Linked DNA regions of Zea mays: region 1 is linked to region 2. Evidence: chromatin contacts called from public Hi-C data. All regions are on one chromosome and are shown on one strand. Each heading gives the region's core, a stretch centred on a gene start, on an enhancer-like site or on the middle of the called end of the contact. The rest is flanking DNA. Distances are from core to core; before and after follow the strand shown. Region 1 holds the start of LOC100273935 (rhicadhesin receptor). Region 2 holds the start of LOC103650047.

Region 1 (4,219 bases), core at 8-2,507, 250 kb after region 2:
CAAACCAAGCGAAGACGAACAAATCGAACTGCACACCGCGGGGATTTATTATTGAGAAAATCAAGGGAATGCAGACGTTGGATCTCTACTTGGGCGCGAAGTTGGCCTTGATGTGGTCCACCTCGCCGCTGCTGATGCGGAAGGCCTTGGCGAGGATGTCGGAGGGCACGGGCGGCACGGCGCCGAAGAGCGTCATGGCGATGGCCTGCGTGCCCTGGAGCTGGCTGTTGAAGGCGGCGACGACGGCGGCGGGGCCGTGCCCCCTGTTCTGCTGGAAGTGGACGAGGCCGCGCGGGAAGACGAAGACGTCGCCCTTGGTGACGGTCTTGGTGAAGAGCGCGTTGGCGGTGGTGATGAAGCCGACCTCGAGCGTGCCCTCGAGGACGAAGATGATCTCGGTGGCGCGCGGGTGCGTGTGCGGCGGGTTCTGGCCGCCCGGCGCGTAGTCGATGCGCGCCATGGAGACGCCCAGCGTGTTCACGCCCGGGAACTTCTCCACGTTGGCCGCCGTCACCACGGAGCCCGCCGGGTTGTTGGTGTTGCCCGGGTTCCTCAGCCCGTCGAAGAAGAAGTCGTCCGCCGAAAAGTTCGCCTTGCACGCGAACCCGTTCAGCTTCACCGCTGCACGGACACGACACGCACGTACGGGGTCAGCAGCAAGTCGATTGTTTGTCGCGATACATATAAAAACACAAGAACAAGACCACCAGGACAAGAAGCAGATGATGCCAGGAAGCTAGCTTTATTGAGAAGACCGATCGGGTTTTGACTCACGGGAGGCGTAGTCAGCCGGGCAGACGTCCTGCAGCATGTCGGGGTCACCGGCGAGGGCCGGGGTGGCGAGCGCGAGGACGACGGCGCAGGCCGCGGCGACGTAGAGGTGGACCTTCGCCATGAGCGGTCAGTCAGTGGATGGAGTGCCGCTTCCCTGATCTCTGCACGTTGGCGAGTGATGAGTAGTAGCGTGCTCTCTTGTGTCAGTGATGGAGCTGGGAGCACAGCACACAATGAACCTGTACTTATAGAAGGCAGGGAGATTAGCCAGGCGGCCTAGCTAGCCGACTGGAGCTCTGAAACCACGGGGAAAGCGGCGGCGACGACGGGGGTAGCCGGGTGGGAAAAGAACAAGGACAAGCAAGACGCCAGCTTCCTGGCTGTTAAGATGGGAGCGTCGTCGCCGTTGAGATAGAGTTGTTTATGCAGCGTGGGCGAACTGCTACACATGCATGCCGGGTACTTGGGGCAGCCGAGCTTGGACGCAGTCCTCGGCACGTCGCGGGGTTAATTATTCTGTGCGTGGCAGATGGGCGTCCGTGGCAGTGGGACGACAGCGGCGGATCCAGGGCCACCGTCTCCAGTCCAGGCGTCCAGCTTCGTTCTCTGCCTCCGTTTCGTCATCCGTGCCTGTGCGACAGGCCGGGTTTCTTGCTTCGTTTCGTCCTCGCGTCGCACTCGGTCCTCCCGACCCATAGCCCACCGTCATGGCATTGTGCCATTTGCTTACTCCTTTGCCTTGGATGAACCAACGGTTCCGTTCAGGACTTATTCACTTATTCCTATCTCAGAAGGATTGAATGATATTAGAAAAATTTATGAAAGATTTTAACTCGTTTGAGATTCAAACCTACTCAATTCCATTCAATTCAAATGAATTGAGAACAAATCGAACACGTTTCTAGAAACGGAGAAGAGACAGCGCCCTGATTGCACGGGCCACAGGCGTCGACCCGTGCAGCAGGATGCATGGGCGATTAATCGCACATGGGTTGCAGCTCAAACGGTTGGCTCTTAGCACATGGCATTCGTACCATTTTCAGGAGATTGTTTTAGGATCACGTTGTACAGTGGTGCTGGTAGTAGTCAAGTAGCGGATCCAGAAATCTTCGACAGCCTAGACAAAGATAATATTTATACTGTAAACATATAACTTTACATAATTTTTATCTATATTTAATTATAATTTATTGCTTGTTGCATGTGTATAGATTCATTAGCATTAGTAGAGTAGCTCATCTTTACTATATTAAAGCACTCGTTTCAACGGTCGTCCCGTGTCATATTTTTACAAATAACCCCATATCTATTTTTAACTAAGTCGCTGCAGCCTGGCCCCTTACAATCTCCACGTTCCAAACCACACCTCCACATATAGATGGCCAAACGGGCGGCCCGACGACGCCCCGAGCCGCAGCTTCGTCCCAGGCCAGCGTGACCGTGTCGGGCCGGCCCGTTAGCTCGTCGAGCTATTTGGTTAAATCAGCGTAAAATATTAAAAAGTGATGCAGGAGGTGGTGTTCGAACCCACCCCCTGATGGAAAAAGGGTGGGAGACAATGGATAAAGTTGTCTAACGAGTAGAACATCATGCTCAAGTGTTTTTAATATAGAATACTAGGTAAGTGCCCGTGCGTTGCAACGAAACCATATAATAACACGATAACTTATGTACATATGTGTTATATTGTTATGGGAAAATGTTTCGGAATCCATTTGTGATCCTATCCATACATAAATTTTGTTATTTTAATCTAATAACATACATCTATTCCATGCCACAGATTTTCCTTCTTTGTTCATCCGACCATGGTGCGCTTCCTGCCCCGTTGCCTCATTGTTTTGCGAAGAGTAGACAAAAAGTCACTACTCACATCAGTGCAGCTAGCAACGAAGGCCATGCGCTGCCACAGGGGCCAACAAGACCATGCCATACCTTGAGCCAGCTTGTTCTGGGTGGAACACCATTGCTTCGAAGCCTTTCTGTACGCCGCAAGGATTTTCTCCATCTGGTTTATCATCAAGATCAGTGCTGTTACCCACATAAGTTTGCTAAGGCATGATTAACACAACATAACAGACCTGCATAAAAACCATAGGAAACAATATGCCACTAACAAAAGGAAAAAAGCATAAATCCAATTGCAACTGGACTAATCTGTGATGTAGAGTCGTAAATGTTTGCACAGATCAGTCGAGCCCAAGCACAAAATAACAGTTTAGCAAAACCAAATATTGACCAAACATATCAATGGAAGCAACTTGAATATCGATTAAGCCTCCTCACCACATCCCCACAGGACGAATGCATGGAAATCAAAGCTCTCTCTAGCACATATAAGTCCACCGCTTTGTCCTCAGGAATTATCGATGTGAAACTCAGACAGAACTTGCCAAGATTTAACATATATTAGTTGCAAATCAATAGCCACGATGCAACTCAGATGGGTCGATTGCTGCTGACCTTGACAGCCATAAACTCGACTCCATAGCTTAATAAAGTGAATGCATTAAACAGAAGGTGTTGGCGAAAAGGATATTGTACCCACCAATTGATTGTTACTGTTCTTAATCATCATGTTTGACGTGGTCAAATCACCATGAACAAGGCCTCCATCGTCATCGTCCTCGCTAGCTGGTCCATGTTCCATGGCTCTCGATCAGCTCTGTGCCCGGTGTCGGCCATCGACGAGTTCGATCTGACCGACGACCGATGGATGGATGGATCGACCATTGATCGTCTCGTGCAGCAGGCCTGCATGCTCAGTCAGCTACTATATACACCTATAGTAGTAGCTATATGCACCATTGATCTGTTTGTAATTGTTCACTTCGTAGCATCATGAAGCAAAGAAGACATACCAAGCACAGGAAGCTCGATGCATGACAAAAGCAAGAAGGCTTGGTGAACAATTACAAACAGAAGCGAAGGACTGCCTGCATATGTTGGAGGGATGCTCATTAAGGCAAGGAAAAGTTGTTTACTTCAAAAACTACAATCGTACAGCTGATTCAAAAATTGTAAAATGTCCGCACCATGTGTGCCGCCATCGGACAGCCACTTGATGAACAGCTCGTTTCTTATCGTCGAGAGCCCTGATTGCTGCCTTCACAACCTGGATGAACGCTCAGTCTGGTGAGTTCTTTTTAGTAAGGGCAGATTGGTCACTGATGCAAAAATGTAACAGCAGTCAGCCACACTAGGAAGGATACCCTAAATCCCTAGTAACACATAGAAAACTAACCTTTCGCCGCACAGGATAAATCTTTGGGTGAGGAAACGTCGAAAACGCTACTAAACATTGTAATACTGTCTCCCACACAACCTAAGAGGAAAAGGTTGTTAAACTGACATACTAATTCACACATGTAACAGAGGTACAATTAGTATGGATGGATTAATAAAAATAGCAGTAGGGTCACCATCATGTGAGGATAGGAAACAA
Region 2 (4,561 bases), core at 1,565-4,064:
GGCGACATGAATGTCGCCTACTGCACGGCACAACGGCACATGGCGCAGAGAAGTGGCTGCACACGCCGCGGAAGGAGAGGGCACACTTGGTGCGGAGGGAGAAGGAGAGGGAGATGGTGACACGGCGTGACAGACAGCAGCAGTAGCACCTTAGGCGGCGGCGGTGGAGAGCAGAGAGGAGAGCGGCGTGCTGCTAGCCATCGGGCTTTAGGACAGGGGAGTAGGGCAAACACATAGGGACTGGGCCCAAAAATAACTAACTGACTGGGCTCAGTGTAGTTAATGGTCTAAAACACACGAAACACTACGTTTTATAGTATAGAACGCTTAAATGGCAAAACGTGGAGTTTAAACGTTGAAAACACCGTTTTAGGCCATATTATTTAAAGATTCAGAGTTTCAACCTCTAATTAGTGTTTTGACGCTCAAACATGGTTTAAACGTCGTTTAAACGACGTACGTTCAATAACACTGGCTCACAGCACCACCTACCCACCAACCTGCAGTAGCCAATTGCTCAATGCCAAGAAAGCAAACTGTCAATCTTTCTTCCACTAAGAAGGATACAGAAGAAATGAAGACAGATGCGGGCTCAGGCGCTCAGCGACTCAACACCAGTATTGCCCATTGGATTCTTCTTCTTGCCAAGATAACTTTTGCTTAGTGAAATGTAATGGTTTGGTGGAAGTGCTTATGCTAAACAAGCTAACACTTCTTCCACTAAGAAGATACCTTACCTTTACGGTTTCCTTGAATAAAATTGAAAAGTTCATGAGGTCAGTAGATGTTGCAGTGTTGTGTTTGTGCCGCCCTGCTGAGGCGATGTCAATTGATTTACCAAAAACTGAATTAGCTGAACCAACTAACATTGATTAATGAGGTTCAGTTTCTATTCAGCTTGGTTACTTTGGTTGCCATTTCTCAAAAACCCAAGCTTAAACATAGGAATGAACCAAACATCTAACTGAAGACACCAGATGGTCGTTCCTAGATTCTAGGCAGACAATATTTTTTCATGAGGACCAACTTTTGTCTTAGATCATGTCAGTAGGGCCTCCTGTACATTGAAATTTGCGAACAGAGCACATTATCCATTATCCTAAAAAAGAAAATAACCAGTAAAACTAAAAAAAATGTATCCAAGAGCCACGGTCGGTCACCCTTCACTAACCAACTATAGTAATATATATGACGACATTCGGGCTGCAGGCAACCAAAAGTCAGAACAAGTCAAACAAACTTTGCTATATAAAAATCTATGGCTAATGTCAGAGCAATATTGCGAGATCAGAGTTCTCGGAACTAAAATGAATGCAAGCTTCAAGGAAATCAAATACATAAATCCTATTCATGAGAAATTCTAAGCTGTGAATCTCCAACATTTTAACTGAGACACAAGATGACACCAGAGATTATAGACTAGAGCACCATGGCATGTTATCGTCATATTTTAACCTACCCTACTTAGACCGTGCCCAGCAGTTCACTCATATGGTCACCAAAAACACTGTTTTGCATTGTAGACTGTACTGTTTACAGAGTGGAATTTGAATATAAGTATAGAGATGAGTAAGCTGCTGGAGATAGCCTTATTTGTGTTTTGTGTTTCAAGTTCCAGTGACAGAAGCTCTTATGCAGAAATGATAATTAACTTAGGGCATGTTTGGTTCGTGGCTAACTACGACAAACTTTGCCTAAGGTTAGTCGTTCAAATTGAAGAACTAACCTTAGGCAGAAAAGTTAGGCAAAGTGTGGCAAGTTAGACAAGGAACCAAACATGCCCTTAGTAAATTATAAGCACAGAGATCCACTATACACACACAACCTCCTCAATCTGGCATGAGAGCAAAAAACAGAGTCAATCTTATAACTAACCCCAATGAATAGGACACATATCACAGTGATGTGATGAGGCAAACAAAAAAACTAGCTATGATGCTTAATAGCAGCTTCATCTCAACGAACTACAGAAAAAAGAGACCATTAACCACGCCAGGTCCTACGTAAGAATAACAGTCTGCATTTCGCACCCTTTCTTTGCAACCAAGAGATGAGACTAAACAAGCATTCATGATGCAGTGCAGTGTTATTAAGTAACATCTCACCTGCGACGAACCGAGGGCGCTGGAGCGACGCGCCGAACAGGTAGGGGCTGTAGTTCTCGCGGTCGTAGTAGTACCTCAGGACCAGCCGCTTCAGGAACTTGTAGTAGAGCGGCGAGACCTGGAGGTCGTCCTCGACGACGAAGGCGAACTCGTCGTCGGAGCCAGGCCACCATGCCTCTATCCACTGCGCCTGGAGCCCCGCGTTGGAGGCGCGGTAGTGCACGCGCTTCTCTCCGTGCGGCCACGGGAACGCATCGACGAAGTCAAGGATCTCGTGCGACGTGGCGAGGGGGGGCAACGAGGAGTTGGGCGGGCGGTGGTCGAGGAGGACGTGGAGCGCGACGCGGTCCCCATCGTAGTCAGCTGCGGCGAGAGAGCGGAGGCAGCGGCGAAACGCGGCCGGCCGGTCGTAGGCGAGGAGCTTGATGAGGAGGGAGAAGCGGCGGGGATCAGAGCTGGGGCCGGAGCCAGAGCCTGCGGTGTGGAGAAGCGGGGCGGTAGAATGAGAGGAGCGGTGGAAGAGGAGGACTAGGAAGAGGGGGGCAGGGATGAAGATGAGGAAGCGGAGTGGGAGGGAGCGGCGGCGAGGAGACGCCATTGGTGGGGGTGGGGGGAGTGAAGGAGGGGACCGAGGAAGTGCAACGGGACTGGAGAGGGAGGAGGAGGCGGATCGACGGAGTTGGGGAGGAAGACAGGAGAGCAACTGTTGAGGCCCATAAACTTAACTCCGGAGGAAGACAGGAGAGCAACTGTTGAGGCCCATAAACTTTCTTGAGCGGATAGTGGGCTTGAGGCCAGCGAATCTATAACTATAGCACTATAAACTTTACAAAACTCGCTCAATCCAATCATTTTTACACCTCCATTAAAAATCAACAAACATATTATACCCAAACTTAACATACAATCAAAATCAACGCTCAGATCGCTAAATAACTCTCTCTTGCTCACTCAAATCTAGTGAACGGTATTATTTGAATTATCATTTCCCTCCCCCTCCCTCCTCCGCAATCCTGCAGCTCTAGCCTCCCCCTCCCTCGTGTCCCGTAGCCTCCTCCCCCTCACTTATGTCGTCGTCGTTATAGTCGTCAACCTCTTCTCTCGCACCGTCATCGTTAACATCTCCTCTCTTCTCACCTCCGCAGAATCGTAGTGTTAGCACGGACTATATGCTAATGTGTACTAATATGAACTTAATTGGAATTGATTATCTACTGTGATTTTCGGACAACGGAGAAGATGTTGGAGCAATCCTAATAATTATTTCCTTCCATATATTCTCTAACTCTCTACTATGTCTATGTGAAAATAAATTGCATTTCCTTGCAAATTAAATAATTATCTACAATACTATTTTAGGCCTTGCTATGTACCTGGTGTTGTCACTTGCTCTCAGTCGCAAGGAGGTCAACAAGGGTGAACAGTGATGATAACAGGGTTACGTGCTAGAAGGCAATAGCTCTGTTAATCTGGCCCCTCACGGGCACTGTGCGGGGGTATTTATAGGTACCTGAGCGCCCAGCGCCTTGTGCTAAGGACGCATGTGCCCTCAGCTACCTAGGTTATCCCCAGAATATTCCCATAAAGCGGGGTTACAGACTGTAATTACAGGGATGCCTTTACAAATTAGGCTCGTAACGCGCGGCGGCCACGCAGGGCCCGTTACGATGGGCCGGATCACACGTGGGCCTCTGAGCTGGACGAGGCTGCACTGTGGGATGACGTCGTCGCCGGTCTTCGTCTGGTGCCGATCAAGCGAAGGGTGTCCCTGCCTGTTTTGTCTCTGCCAGACCAGCGGCTGCAGCGAAGGCTTCGAGCGAAGGGTGGCGTCTTTGCCTTCGCCCCAACATTTGCCCTCCGAGGGACCAGTTCGACAAAGTCATCTGGTGCCGAAGACGTCGCTAGATGGCGGAGACGCTGCCCTCGCTCGAAGTGGTTCCGCGGGGGTTTTTGATGTGACCGTTGATTGACGGCGTACTGTTGGATTGCGGGTTTCCCGAAGCGCCGCGCCCTGTTGGATTGCGGGTTTCCCGAAGAGCCGCGCGCCGCCTATAAAAGGGAGCGGGGGTCGGTGCTTTTTGAACTTCACTTTCCGCGCTCCGCGAAAACCCTAGTCGCCCGCCGTCTTGCTGCTCGTCTGCCCGCCGTGCTCTTGTTCGCCAGAGATCTGGCTCGGGTGAGGCAGACCGCCCGCCGCCGCCGACGGTACGTAGCGATGCCGACCTCCTCTTCTTCCGCTGCCGCTACGCCGCCGGTCGATCCCTCGCCGCCGGCCGCCGCCTCGTCTGAGGAGACGCTGAGTAGTTCGATGGAGGAGGAGTTGCGCGCCGGCGATTCTGTTGATTTTGGCGTGTCGCGGATGTCGTCGGTCCGCGTGCAAGATATGCAGCGGTTGGGTTACTTCGGCGGCGGAGTTTCTCGTGTCCCGGGGATGGAGGAAGTCCCCGAGCCGGAGG

Evidence for each region. Hi-C and Micro-C count contacts between places; a contact is called where the count stands out from the background.
Region 1: a contact with region 2 is called in a Hi-C map of leaf, with 6 times the contacts expected there. The contact joins the promoter of LOC100273935 here to the promoter of LOC103650047 in region 2. A contact is called at or near these places in 8 of 25 Hi-C or Micro-C datasets (bundle sheath, ear, endosperm and 2 more).

What each region holds. Positions count from the first base shown.
Region 1 is chr3:48,515,607-48,519,825 of Zm-B73-REFERENCE-NAM-5.0, forward strand. LOC100273935 (rhicadhesin receptor) reads right to left here and starts at 1,258. Exons shown (of 2, transcript NM_001148327.2): 1 at 775-1,258; 2 at 1-621. The coding sequence starts at 895. The coding sequence ends at 86.
Region 2 is chr3:48,264,001-48,268,561 of Zm-B73-REFERENCE-NAM-5.0, forward strand. It overlaps LOC103650047, which reads right to left and starts at 2,815. Exons shown (of 3, transcript XM_008675716.4): 1 at 2,106-2,815. The coding sequence starts at 2,703.